Linked DNA regions of Mus musculus: all the other regions are linked to region 1. A link is a contact called in public HiCAR-type and HiChIP or PLAC-seq data. All regions are on one chromosome and are shown on one strand. The core of a region is the stretch at or near the end of the contact, and the rest is flanking DNA. Distances in the headings are between cores, read along the strand shown. Region 1 has its middle 190 kb from the start of Hdgfl1. Region 2 has its middle 230 kb from the start of Gm11351. Region 3 overlaps Gm11351 (predicted gene 11351).

Region 1 (4,791 bases), core at 1,346-3,845:
CCTGGAATTGGTACTAGATTGTGGCCTCTGTTATATTCTGTAAGCTAAATCAATACAAAAGTCCAGCTGCTTTTTATGTAAAGTGCCTTGGCATGAAGATGTGTCATTCATAAGAGACCATATAAGTTTACAGATTATCTCAATAAAATATATTACCAATGTTAAAATGAAATTCTATATTAATAGTTGTTCTGTTTTCTAATTAATTTTAAAAGTTATCCTTCAAAGTAAGAGGGCCTCATATGCATTTGTCTTTATACTTTGCTCTCATTCACCTCTGTTCCCCTCCTCCTTTCTTGATAGCACCCATCCCTTCCCCTAGACTTTATTTTTTTGTGTTCTGTACATTTAGTTACCTTCTTGTTTTTCCCCCTCTGCTGAGATCTACCCCTCCTCTTTTATGCCATAGAATCGTGATTCCTAAGTCTCTAGGCTGCAGCATCAGCACTACCATGGAACTTTCCATAACTACAAATACTTGAACTCCATCCTAGACTTACTGAATAGCAAACTTGAGGAATTGGCCCAAGTTATCAAACCTTCCAGGTGTTTTTGTGGCATGGGAAAGTTTTGTATCCAGTGGAAATGAAATATATTAAATTGAACTAATGCTACAAATGTAGAATGGTAAAGGGAGCCATGTAGCTGACTTTTGCTATGAATGAGTAATTTATACTCAATTAAGGTCTCCTTTGTTAACAATGTTGATGTGACTATTCCTCTATTTATATAAATCACCCCCCAAAACAGAGGTGGCAAGTAAATTCATCAGGGCAAGTTAATCAGCAATCCAAATGCCAAAGTGAGAAACCTCTGAAAACTGATTGAATATTATCTCTCCTAATCTCTCAAATGGTTATGTAAATGGTTACACACACACACACACACACACACACACACACAGCTCAAAGGACAGACAAAGCAGACAGAAATACTAGAGAAAGACTTCCTTTCCTCAATTGCCTTTTTGTTACATTTATAGTTGGATTAATATCATTTTATCTTTGGATAATTTTGTCATAAGTAATTTCTTCTCAGGGATCTAAGAGGGAGAGTGGACAGTTTAAAAACAAAAGGAGAAGGCATATGTGATAAATACTGTCACAATATTAACATTGCTGACAGCAACACATTTTTTGAAAACTTCCTGGGACTATAAATCTAAGATAAAGATTCTAAGTCAGTAGAGAATTAGCAGTGTGTCCAAGAATATTGTGTGGAACAAAGACTCCATCTTTCTCAGTTTTTCCTTGTTCAATCCAGTGAGCATAAGGATATACTGGAAGTTAAGTTGCTATGGAGTCTTCTAGAGTAGTCGAGTGTTTGCAAAATTAACCTCTCTAAATATTGCAAGTGGAAATGGCCTATTGAACTCCATTAATTGATTAAATTCTACATGCCATTAGTACAGCGCTTGTTTGATTGCCAATAAAAATGAATCATGGGAAGTGGTTTGCTAGGAACAGGAAGGTATAAATAGAAAGGATTCCAGTCATATCCAGGCTGTAAGACACATGCATTATAGATTCTCAGGCAAGAGCTCGAAGACCAAATGCTATTTAAAGCTCAAGACACTCAATTAGAATATTAATGAGGGTCCTTGTGCTAGTAGAAGCCTGGGGCAGGTCACATTTTACTTTCAATTTTTAAAATGTTTCTCATATTTAGTAAAATTTTAAAGCACACACAACTATAATAGGCACCAAAGGGGAGACACAGACTCCTCAGATCTACCCTCTTATCAAAACAGGATCCATGACAATGTTTTAAAAATGTAGAAAGAAAACCAAAATGGCTAAAATAAAATGGGGACTGAGAGTTACTGGATGCAGTGTCTCTACTCAAACCACAAGGTAGAATGGATCCTAGAGCAGGATTCTAGACTCTCACTCTGTAATTCTGACTGTATGTCAACAGGATGAAGTCTGAAGGAGTTGAAAGAATATGATTTATAGTTTATCCAAAGAAAGCCAAATCTGTGGCCACCGAGAAGATCACGAACGGTCACTTTACTTGTAAAGATCTTAAGCACATTTTATCTCATTTGATTCTTAGGTTTCTCTAAGAAAATGATTCCAATTTCAAGAAGATGAATGATTGGTAAGGAAACAAGTTGATACACTTCGATGAAAGGGTCTGACTTAAGAACAGTCAAAGCAGTTGGTCTCAGTGAAACCAGCTTGTAAATACTAGATTCCTTACTGTTTGTGGGTGTGACTGGTCATTACTGAGTTTGTCTTGGGGTGGATGAGCTTCAACACCAACTGCTAGATAATACATAGCCGTTATAACTATGATCCAGACATTTGGGATGTCATTGTTCTGTCTTGTCACCTCATCTCATATATCATTGTGGGCACTAGTTTAAATAAGCAGTAAGACAAGAACTAGGAAGCCTGTATCACTTGCATCTGCTTCTCTCATTTGCAAATCAGGGTACAGGCAGCAACAGGAGCTACTAAGTTTAGCAACAAGGCATCCTGTGTTTCCATAAGTGTCCCATTTAAACTAAGAGGCAACTGTGTGCAATCCCTTTAGAGAGGAGCTTGCTTCTTGGAAGACCCTTGGGAACAGGAGCACCTGCACAGTAGAGGCCCACTCTGTGAAGGGTGCCAGCCATGGTGATGCCACATCACATGCTCAGCATCTGACCAAGGATGTCAGAGGTTTCTGAAAGCCAGTTGGCAAGAGAAAATAATGACAGCTCTGTTGAGGCTTTTTCTTTGCTTTTCTCTCTGAATCTGACTACCCTCTTTCATGCTTTGACCTATCTTCTACTATATAGTCCAAAGCCTGGGACATTTAGCCAATTTATAACTGTTCGATGCAGAAGGAAACATCAAGACAGCTGTATGGATAATAGAAACTGGATGCCACTTAGTGGTGCTCGTTTTTTGAGTGTTAAACATTCAGGGTAGGGGCTCTTTGTTGGTTTGAACCATTGCTTTGTAAGGCTGGAGTCATTTCTGTCATTTTTCCAGCACTTAGTGCATTCCTGGCAGAGGGAGCAACAGAACTACCAAATTGACAAAGGGCAGCATGCTAATTTATGCAAATTCAAGTTGATCTGAACATGCATTTTGCTTTTATAAGTGTACTTGGGTAACTTCTGGAAGGGAACTCCTGAAGTGTTCTCTCTTCCTTCCTTTCTTCTTTCTCTTCTCTCCAATATTTTCCTTCCTCTTTAATGTAACATAAGAAGAAAATGGGTAACAGGTAAAAGATCCATATCTGTCCATGTTAACAGAATTTTACTTTATATTTGAAAGCCCATTAGGCCAAAGACACGTGTTGGAAATGGGATTGTCTTTCCTTTTAAGAGTTTGCTCTTTAAGGGTATCTCAAAAAAAAAAAAATGAACAAAACAAACACCAATTCTTTGCTGTGGATCAGAACTCAAGTTATAGCAGGTGTGTCAGGAGTGAGTCAGTTTCCAGTATATTTTAGAACCCCTCCACTGTCAACCATCCTGAGATAAGAGGCCAAATAAAACAGTGTCTGTACAGGCTCTAAAAGCAACATATGTTAACTTGGAACAAGGCAGAGCCCCAGCTGACCATCATGCCTGTCTTTACAGTTCTTATCAGTGTAGCATTAAGACTTAGCATTAGAAAACAAAATGCTGTAAGTCATCGCCCATCAATAGAGTTAATTTTGTTCCTTTCTGGTAATTTCTTAATCATTAAAGATCAACTTATATCAAAAGATTAGGTCAGGTCACATATATGTTGTTAATGTACTTTCAGCCTTAGCATTACTGTTTGAGATGTTTTCAATAGAAGCTAGTGGTGTATCCTGCCCAAAGCCCAATGACCTACTGTTAAGTAGAACACAAAAACTAAAGCTGCTGTGCTCACAAACAGAGTCGTAAGCCTCTTTGAGAATGACATCACCCCACATATCTATGCGCAACATGTTACTTGGATTCCAGAATTATTGCCTAGATTCTATCCTGCCCCATGAACTAATACTATCCTCCCTTGTCTCCTTTCCAAGTTCTAGACTATATCTATATTTACACCTGATAATCCATATATAAAAATACACTCTAGGCTAGAATTCACACGTGAAAGCAAATGCATGAGTTATAGAGCAGGATATGCTGCTAACATCTTTTCCAAAGTTTCTGTCTTCCATGATGAATATGAGAATTCTACTTTCTGTGTAATGAAGTAGCAAGAACGTGTTTGCTTTCCCAAAGATTCTAGCATGTGTTGTTTCTTTGAGGCAGCATTTTTAAAAGTCAGGGTTGCCTTTTAATTCCATTGCCATTGTCAGTAGGAATTAGGTATAACTAGCCACTCTAAACACATGTCACAGTGATCCGCTTAGAAAAAAATGACTTCTTTAAAATCTTCTGGGCTTTGAGGATGTTAAAATCTGAAATCCCCTTTTCTTCTGTTTAAACCTACATCAAAACATTCCATTATTCTGCCGACATGTAAGACATATTGCTATATATACAGTAAAGTATGATGTAAATTTAAAATTAAATAGTTTTGTAAGATATAGCAAAAATAAAAAAGTAAAATCAGAATTATTTCTATTGTTTTAAGTTGATTCATACACATCATGTTATGATTCTTCTTGAAAACATCATTTACTTCCACCAATTCCAAAAGGGACCTTCAGTTCTCACAGGCTCCTCCTAGTCACTCTGTAACCTTCACTTATCATACTTATATATTGTTCTGTGATTAATATTATAAGTCTTTGGATGAATCAAAATAAGGAAAACTATACTGGGTCAAAGAAGACAAAGTATTGTAGGTCTTTAATTCATTCACTGGA
Region 2 (4,791 bases), core at 1,334-3,833, 840 kb before region 1:
ACCAATGGGCTGAACCAAGATCATAAAAAACATAATCACAAAACAATTTCTTACTGTCTAACTTGTCATATTAAAATGTATTTAAGAGCTATGAATGGTAGTATGTTGCTGTGATTTCAGCAAGCTGAAAACTGAGTCAAAAGACTTGTTACAAAGTTTATGTTCAGCCTAGCCTACATTATGAGACTATGCTTCTAAATTAAATCAATAAATTAAGCAATATCTCTTCAAAACAAAAAAGTCTATATTTAAGGGAGAGATGGGTAGATGCAATATTATATGTGCTTCCTATGCGGACACTTTGTCTCACTTGTAGGCACACACACTGACTGCTTGTAATCCCCAAACAACTGATTTTGTAAACAGAATGCATTCACTGAAATCATTATTAAATGTCCTAGTTTTCACTCAGTACAGCATTTGCCTTTACTCTGTGAGCACAAAGATCTGAGCTCAATGCCTAAAACCAATGTAAAAATGTTGAACATGGTATATAAGGAAGGAATGCTGGTTGGAGAGGTGTCCTAGGGGCTAAAATACTTGTGATGCTCACATGAGGACACATGTTCATAGTCTTCAGGACCCACAAAAGCCTGGATACACTGGTAAAAGATTTTAATCCCAGTGAGAGGTGGAGACAGAATTCTTGAAAGTTGGTGGTTCTTGACAAACCATCTTGATAAACACAGCAGGAAACAGCAAGAGCCCATGTCTCCAAGTGGGAAGTGATAAGAGACACCTGAAGTTGTACTCTGATGCCTGCATGTGATGTGACACATATGCACCTTCACTCACACAGACATACATGCAAACATACACACACACACACACACACACACACACACACACACACAGAGGATGGATAGATGAATGCATTGACAGACAGATAGATAGATAGATAGATAGATAGATAGATAGATAGATAGATAGATAGATAGATGGATAGATAGATAGATAGTAGATTTTAAGATAGTTTTTTCCTTTTTCTGCTAATTTCAAAGCAGGAGCTTCTGTTCCTCAGTAGAAAGCTCTAAGCTAGATTTCTGCCTTTGCTTTCTGCTCTAAGTTCCTCCTCCCCCAGTCATTATAGCTCCTTCTAACATCAAGTGTGTGTGTGACCCTTTTGTTATGTTTGGGCTTTGTGTTTCCATCTGGAGCTTGGCAGTTAACACTGACCTCATGTTTTGATCACTGTCATTGGCTGTTGGTGATGGTGATTCCTGGAAACCTAGTCAAGCCTAGTGGCTTGGGACGAATGAGTATCTCTCTTAGTTCAGTCCCTCTGTCCTTCTGTAGCTCATAGAAACACAGTCTATTACAGTTCTGGGCATGCACGCGCCTCTTATATACTATACTAGTAGGTGATCCAGAGCACAGAAAGTACTAGCAGCTCTCCTCACCTTCTCTACCCCTTTGCTAACATCTATATCCTCACTGGCAGACACCTGCTCATAGTTAAGTAAATCCAATGAAGTCAACTCTCCTCTTCCACAGCCTTCTGTTGTCTTTCTAGCTTAAACTAGGCCTTGGATACTATGATTGTCCTAAAAGCCATGGGGAATTTTAAACATTCCTGTGTTGTCTCCCAGATGTTGTTTTACTATGCCCAGAGGCAGAGAGCAGGGTCAGTGTGTGTGAGTGTGTGTGTGTGTGTGTGTGTGTGTGTGTGCATATGCTCGCATGTGCCTGTGATCTGTTCACTGTATCTTGTCAGCTACCTTTACAGCTATATAAAGGCCTTACAAGTATCCAAAAGTGGTCTCAAGGGTTATCACTTTGAGTGACAACAATACCCTTGTCATAAGAAGGCGCTTACTCTTAAAGATTCGATAAGGAGTTTGCCATTCAAAGAGAAGAAGTAATTTGTACAAATATACACAGCAGCTGAGGAAAGCCACAGCCAGGGCCAGAACCTAGCATTCCTGACTATGTGAAGGGTTTTTCCATCAGATCATCCTTAGAGTAGGTGGTAGATAGTGATGATGGGAAGGGAAGAAGGGAAATGGACAGTTGGGGAAGAAACACATGACCCATCATTATTCCATATAGCTTTCATTGAGACAGTAATTTTTCAAAATAATTGCATCTGTGAAATTCTAACATTTTCTGAATGAAGGATGGACAAAAAGAAAAAAAATGAAAAATAACTATAGGTGAGAGATTTTTCTCTCTCACCAATTCAACTGTCTTCATTCAGCCCATTGTATGATGATCTGAATCAAAATGTGTTGGTTTAGGCAATTCAGTTTAACAAGATGACAAGTACCGCAAAATAACAAGTCAGTTTCTCATGTAAATTTACTTTTTAAATTATCAATATAAATGGCTCTGTAAGACTGAGCTGATGAAGACCTTAAACTAAAAACTCTCCGGGAAGTTGCTAATTCTAAAAGCTAAGGAGCCAGGCAAACAAAAATAAACTCTCAGCAGGACCACTCTGCCTGCTCCCTCCCACCTTGAACCTCTCTGAATTTCTGGTTTATTTTAAGCCCATGGGGAACAAAACCCTGCCTGTTCCTTAACAAGTGAGAATGACTTGCCCAGACACACAATAAAACATTTGTGACAAGCAACCATGCACACTCTTAATCCAGATCATGCTCAGCACAAGGTTCGATGGCTGGCTGGCTCAACAGTGGGCCTTCTGTCTGAGCTCCTCGCCAGGGCTGAATGCCAATTGTCTTAAATATGATTGCTCCTTGAACCCCAGCCCCTCACAGATACATGAGAGTTCCCCTGGAATGCCAAAACCCAGCACAGTTGACTAAGGATATAGTTTTAAATTACATTTCCTTCATTCTTGGTTGTTGGTCATTTTTCTTGTTTTTGTTTAGTTTTTGTTTTATATGTTATAAATAGTTTATGAAACTATTTATAGCACACACACACACACACACACACACACACACACACACACATATATATATATATATATATATTTGTATATATAATATATATGAGAGAAGAAATATATATGAAATTCTCCTCTCTCTTACCCTCTATTGATTATTCCCTGGCTTTATCTTTGAACTTCTTATTTCCATGTAGTCTCACAGTGGCTATAGCACTGGAAAGAATGCCATTCCTTCTCACAGTAACTATAAACAGTTAGTGGCTCTTCAGGAAGAGATGGAGCCTCATGTCACTTTCTTTATTCATGATGAAGTGTTGAAGGGTCCGGTCTTGTTTTGCTTCTGTTTTTCATGAGTGCAAAGTCTATTCTGTATTGTATCTAAATAGCATTTCATGGCACTCCTGCCCAGCCTTTACCTCTTATATTCTCTTTGTTTCCTTGTCCACATTGTTCTGCAATCGTTTTGTGGGGAGAGTATAGATTTCTTGTGTAGAGCAGAACACTCAAGACACATTTATTCTCAACACTTTGACCCAGATATAAGGCTCTGCATTACCTGTGCCTTCTGCCAAAAGACACTTCTCTGCTCCATTCTGAGAGCACTACTAATGTACAGGTATGAACAAAAAACTTAGAAGGAAGCTCAACAACCTGACCATGTAGGGAAACAACGGCTGTATGTTACCACTTGGGCCCAGTACCTCCAAGCTACAGTCTTTTCAACAAGTTAATATTAATACCAGATGCATATTCCCTGCTGTGGAGTGGGCATCCAATCCAACCACAAAGTTCTTGGTGTTCCCCAATATAGTCATGCCCCTCTTGCGTCTGTGAGCATATTGCCCTGGCAGGTCACTACTGGATCAATCATGCTGTATAGCTGGATGAGAGCATTAATAAACTTTCTTTCTTGGCAGCCTACATAGTATATTCACTGAATCAGTAGAAAAGAGGGGAGAGATATAACTCAGTTATCACTGGACTCTTGTGTCTTATAAACAAAGTACATGATATCTTCAGCACCAGAGCCTTACTATTTATCATTGTTCATTGGAAGTTAGATCCTTAGTCTTCTTTTACTTCTCTCCAAACCTTTATGTATTCACTCCTTTGTTCTTTCTTCACAGAAAGCAGCTGCTTTGTGCATTAGATTAGCCCATGGAATCTCTTTCAATGATATCATCAATCTGATCCAGCCTGATACAGTACCTATCCTGAAGGTACACTAATATACAGTGTACCAAGAAGAAGGCATGTGATGTAGGTCTCAAAGTACACAGGAATAAACAAGTGGAAGAATGTTCTGGAGAGAAGAAATGGAAAAATAAACTGAGAAGGCTCAGTGCAGAGTTGTTCTCTTAACAGAGAAAACAGCAAGGTAGCCTATGGAAACCCCTTTGTGTGTCATGACTCCACATTTAAAGGCATAGCTCACACTATTCAATAGAGATGGCTTAGTCTTTACTCCTGCTAGTCATTATTTTACCCAGAATTATGTATTTCCAATTGTGAAAACACCATGTTTACCATAAGAGGATTAAAACAACTGTGAAGAAGAAGATGAGAATCTTCACAATTAGCTGTATTTTATTACAGATCTCTCTCACACACAGTTGCACATAGAATGTTGTTTATTTGTGAAGCAATGTACTTTTTTCTATTTTCCTTTTTTTGTTTGTTTGTTTTTTCTTGGTTTGTTTGTCTGTTTTGTTTTTTCAAATATGGTCTTGTGAATCCTAGTTTGACCCCAAACATAGTACATGTCTGAGGATTATCTTGAGTTCTCAGTCTTTCTCTTCTACCTCCTGAGTATTGGAATTATATTCATGTGGCTAAGGAAACCTCCTGCCAGCTGAGCTACTTCCTTGGCTCTTCCACAAAGTCTCTGTCTCTGTCTCTGTCTCTCTCTCTCTCTTTTTGTTTTTTCGAGACAGGGT
Region 3 (4,791 bases), core at 1,682-4,181, 640 kb before region 1:
TCTAGTGTGTAGACTTGTTTTTGCTTGTGTGCATGTGTGGAGACCTGAAGAGAGTCTTGTGTATCAACTCTAAGATGCCATCTTTTTATTTACTTAATTTTAGATGTGGTTCCTCACTGGTCTCAAATGCATTCCTTTGGGTAGGCCAATAATCCTGAAGGCTCTCCTGTCTCTGGCTTCCCTGTGCTTGGATTGCATGTATACAATACCATGCTTATCCACTCTCTTTCTTTTACCTTTCTTTCTTTCTTTTTCTTTTTTCTTTTTACCATGTGATCCAGCGTCAAACTCAGATAGTCATTCTTGCACGGCAAATACTTACTGACTAATTATCTTTACAGGCCCCGTAGCCTCAGCATCTTTCCTTAAGTTTATACCAGCATCCCATTCTCTCTCTACCTGGATTCAAGGGTAGGCCTGGTGAAGAACACAAGACTTGCTGGCCAGGATGGGGACTCAATGCTCTCTTTTGATTCATACCCTTGTCTTTCACTCTGATTTACTTCCAGTGAGTGCAGTGATTTACCTTTTGGGGGATTTTTTTCACTTTGTTCTTCATAAGCCCTTTGTTGGCTTTCTAGAAGTTATTGCCACTGAATTAGATTTTAATGGAGTTAATATATCAGTATGTTATTTAGCAGTTTAGCCCGCGATTAATCCTAGAGAAGTTGGGTGAATGCCTTACCAGGAGGCTGTGTGTTCTCCAATGGCTGCATTACTCATGCGGGATACAGAAGGACAAATCTAGAGCAGCAGGATAAATGAGGCCAGGTGACTGGGGAGGCAGGGCTCCAGAGTTTAGTGGCTTAGAAGGAAGGGCACCATTTTTCTCGGAGGTGAGGGTCAGTTTTCCATCCTAGGGTCTTTGATGAGGAAAGCAGACATTAATCCTACAGAAAATAAGATGAAAATGTTACTCACCTCTGAACCAGGCTTAATGATGAATCAATAGATTTGCCTTCAGATTTCCAGTTTCAGTGCCCTGAATCTAAACAATGGGCAGGTCTCTGGCTTATGTGCACCTAAGACTTACAGTTAAATTAGTTTTTTTTTCTCCCATTTTCTTACCAAATGTGAAGCAATGTAATCTCTATAACATACTCATTAGTAAGATCCAGAGCCATTAAATCCAATCCTCGGTTTTCACCCATGCTATCAAATACACATTAACCCCTCTTGCTTTTTCACTTTTCAGAGAATGGAAATAACAGTAGAAAATTCATCTGAATTTTGCTCACAAACACAGAGAGCTACAATGTTCTGAGGAATCTACAGATAATAATGAACATTTTTTGTCTTCCTGACTTCTCATGTGTATTCTGTGTGCATATGCACACATGCATGTGTGCACGCACGCACATACACACACACACACACACACACACACACACACAGAGAGAGAGAGAGAGAGAGAGAGAGAGAGAGAAAGAGAGGTGTACAGGTGTATTCAACTGTGTGGAGGCTCCAGAGTTAATATCTGACGTCTTCCTCACTCTCCTTTGCATTCACTGAGTGGGTCTCTTGTTGAGCCCAGAGCTTACAGATTGTGCTGCTTGGTTACCTAGATGGTCTCTAGCACTCTGACTCCACCTCCCCTCCAACCCCCCAGATTGCTGGGAATCTAAGTGTCATCCTGCCTGCCTGCCTTTCAAGTGTGTTTGAGGATCCAACTCTGCTTTCCATACCTGCTTTTTATGGTAGGCACTTTGGCCACTAAGCCATGTCCTTGGCTGTCATGTATACTTTTCCATCTACAGGTTCCCTAAAATGTTGGAGCTCCTGCCCTTCTTACTGTGATGTCATCACTTTCTTTTCCACCATGGATATAGTAAGTGGCACATTTGTCCTATAATGGTACCTTTGTGAGACAGACAGAGCTAATTTTTCATTCTAGATACCTGAAGCTACAGGCTACATTGAAAACAGGGAAAAAAAAAAAAGCCAGCAGTTCTAGGTTATGCTGACACAGGTAATGACTTAAAATTCCTCTGAGCTTAGATTTTTTTTTTTGTGCTTATGAGTCTCTAAATTAGCTTTCATTATCTCAGCAGGTCTCTGCCTTTTGAGTTTTGAAGCCATCGTTTATGAATATAGCCAGAGCACTGAAGTTGTTTGCTTTTAAGGTAACAAACCCCTGCTGGATGGGAAGGTGTGAGGTATTAGGGTTAGTGAGAATTGCAGTCAGTGGATATAGCATTGCTCTGAGGTGAATTAAAGAAGTCGAGCTTGATTTGATTTCAGCTGCAGTGTCTTTAGCCGGTACCAGAATGAATCCATGCCAGAACTGGCAGGGACTTTGAAGTGAGAGAATCCCTGTGGATTTTGTATAATCGCACCACACGAAGGAGGGAATATATGAAACACCTGTGAGATGCCACCCTGCCTCTGGTCCTGTGAAGAGGTTTAATGTTTAGACTCTCACACAGTGAGTCTCAGCCTAGTGGAATTTCTATCAGCAACAGAGAAAGTAGGCTCATGAGCAGCAAATACTATTTGCATCACTTAGAACCACAGACTTGAAAAGGACTAAGAAGTCATCAAAACTGCCTGCCCTGCTCTTGGAAAGAAGGCCTTCCTTGCAGAAGGCAGAGGACACTTGGCTATCTGGACCCAATTCAAAGGTTACAGGCATCTGCATAAATCATTACCCCTGCTTACCAACATCTGCAGCTAGTACACAAATTCTCAGAAATAACATGCCTTTAGACCTGGCTGGGGTTCTTCCAGTTTTTGCTGGAAGAAATAGGGTGCTTCATATTGTTCAGCCATATACTCAAAGCTCTATGGCAAAAGAGTTCATTACATGGTGAAAGACACTAGCTTGGAGAGTATTTCTTGGAGGAAGTGCTCTCATCCCTGACTCTATCCTCTGCAAACTCGAATTGTATTGTCTCAAAGACACTCTCATCCCCTCTGGACAGCCAGTCTGCACACTAGATGGCAGTAATAGCCCAGTTTCAGAGTCCCTTTTTGTCTTCCCCTCCCCCTTTCTCTTCTGGCATAATCTTTTCTTGTCCATAGCAATAGAGAATAAAAGATGCAAATAAAATCCCTTTATTTTGTACAAGGCTCATTCAGAAAAGCTGATATACAATTAAAATGATCAGGAAATAAATATTTTAAACAATATTGAAAACTTCAGGCATGGTGGGTTTTTCTTGGTGGTAGAGGAAGGTCTCTGATTCATTTCTTTGTTTGTTATTCTTTTTCAGGCATAGTTTAATTACCAAAAGAGGCTTGTTGAGGCCCAAGGTCTAAGCTTAAATGAGATGATAAAAATGTATTTTGGAGATTTTGGAGGGAGTAGGAGGCAGGAGGAATCCAGCCAGGCCAGTTTTTTTTTTCTCAAATCCCGTGCTTTGCTAGCAGATTGACTCTGTGCTTTATACAACATTAATCTGGATTTCCTAGACATTCAACAGTCAGATGCATGCTCAGAGCCGCATTAAGTATTGCTCATTAACAGTAAGTAAGATACTGGAAACAGAACTATAAACCAAACGAAAGTCTCCTGACATGAGTAGGCCCCTTTGGACTGTTTGTGTAAAATTTAAATCTGTATTGGTGAGCTAGAAAGAGACAGATTCTGTGTCCGTGAAATGTTCTCAGGCCTCTAGAATGTCCTATCTGAGGTCTACTTGCAAAAGAAGGCTCCACTCTTACTGGTGATAATTCATGCTGTTACCAAAGCAGTAAAAACACAAAATGCATATACTGAAACAAATGTGTCACTCTTAAATTGAATGTTGCAGCCACGGCCTTTCCCTACTCCTAAGCACAGCTCCAGCTTCCTGTTGGAATGCACAGGCCCACACTATGCTCCCATTTCCAGCAAATTCTGCAATCATCTCTTAAAGGTTGCCACAGAGAAAACCTAAGCAGCATCCTAAAGAACAACTCAAAGCCACGGGCAGATATGAATTTTTTACTTGGCCCACATGTGAAAATGATTAATGCATTATTTATAGATACTGCCTTTCCAGGGAGCTCAAGGTCATCTGTGGACTCCCAGACAAAGGGTCAAGTCTTGAGAAGCTGGCCTAATAATCGGTGCTGACAGTTTCTTGGACATATTGCAGTGCTTTAAGTAGATGTATTTTCCTACTTGGAAAGAACTGTGAAACCTTTTTTTTTCTTTTTATTCCTTTTAAATTAGTTAGCTACTCACTTATCTGACTTGATTACAACTCATTAACTTTGATCAGAAGGAGGGCATGGGCAGGAGTGTTGCTATGGCCACCTTCTGTCTTCCTCGAGCCTCTGCATCATTCTACTCTGAGAAACATTACAACTAGCCTTTCCATGTAACAAATGTACCTCACTTGCCTTATCCTGTGTCATTGATGCTTCCAGACCTTCTAGGGCTCAGAAAAGAAAACTCAGCGGTAGCACTGTGAAGCAAAGACCAGACTTTTAGATCATTCATTCAAGAACACAAATGGGAAATCAATTCAATATATGATATTATACTTACCTACAGCAGACAGGAACCAATATAGATGACAACTTAAAGGCATGGGATTTGGTATAATATCATATATTGAATTGAAGGACAATCTTTGAAATGATATGTATAACTTTATCATATAGAGAATATGGACCAGTTTTACCGAACAATCATGGGGCATACTATTGAGGTGCCAATTTCTAGTATTTAATGGGTAATGCAATGTGAAAGGACATAGGGAAGATTTGGCCGCTCTAATGCAGGAAGTAAGAAGTACATTCCAGAAAATGTGAGCTGCTTGCTTAGGTAAATATTCAAGTAAGTATTATACAAAGTAGATGGAT

The links. HiCAR-type assays count read pairs that join an accessible place to other places. HiChIP or PLAC-seq counts read pairs in DNA pulled down with a chosen protein or histone mark.
Region 2: a contact with region 1 is called in an H3K27ac HiChIP or PLAC-seq map of oligodendrocyte precursor cells, with 4 times the contacts expected there. The contact joins two enhancer-like sites. A contact is called at or near these places in 1 of 484 Hi-C or Micro-C datasets (stem cell-derived neural stem cells) and 2 of 115 datasets of contacts at active chromatin or transcription factors (oligodendrocyte precursor cells and stem cell-derived neural progenitor cells).
Region 3: a HiCAR-type map of astrocytes shows a contact between it and region 1, with 4 times the contacts expected there. The contact joins two enhancer-like sites. A contact is called at or near these places in 4 of 484 Hi-C or Micro-C datasets (cerebellum, neural progenitor cells, neural stem cells and 1 more) and 4 of 115 datasets of contacts at active chromatin or transcription factors (astrocytes, neural progenitor cells, oligodendrocyte precursor cells and 1 more).

Annotation. Positions count from the first base shown.
Region 1 is chr13:26,573,471-26,578,261 of GRCm38.p6, forward strand. No RefSeq gene overlaps it. Among named protein-coding and RNA genes, the nearest start is that of Hdgfl1, 190 kb to the right of the region's middle. Within about 2 kb of position 2,596, at least 34 of the 459 cell types and tissues checked have an H3K27ac peak or open chromatin away from gene starts, as enhancers often do. A contact at or near this core is called in astrocytes, cerebellum, neural progenitor cells and 3 more, where this site is marked.
Region 2 is chr13:25,736,213-25,741,003 of GRCm38.p6, forward strand. No RefSeq gene overlaps it. Among named protein-coding and RNA genes, the nearest start is that of Gm11351, 230 kb to the right of the region's middle. Within about 2 kb of position 2,584, at least 26 of the 459 cell types and tissues checked have an H3K27ac peak or open chromatin away from gene starts, as enhancers often do. A contact at or near this core is called in oligodendrocyte precursor cells and stem cell-derived neural stem cells, where this site is marked.
Region 3 is chr13:25,930,075-25,934,865 of GRCm38.p6, forward strand. Gm11351 (predicted gene 11351) reads right to left here. Exons shown (of 4, transcript NR_045062.1): 2 at 686-890. Among named protein-coding and RNA genes, the nearest start is that of Gm11351, 34 kb to the right of the region's middle. Within about 2 kb of position 2,932, at least 52 of the 459 cell types and tissues checked have an H3K27ac peak or open chromatin away from gene starts, as enhancers often do. A contact at or near this core is called in astrocytes, cerebellum, neural progenitor cells and 2 more, where this site is marked.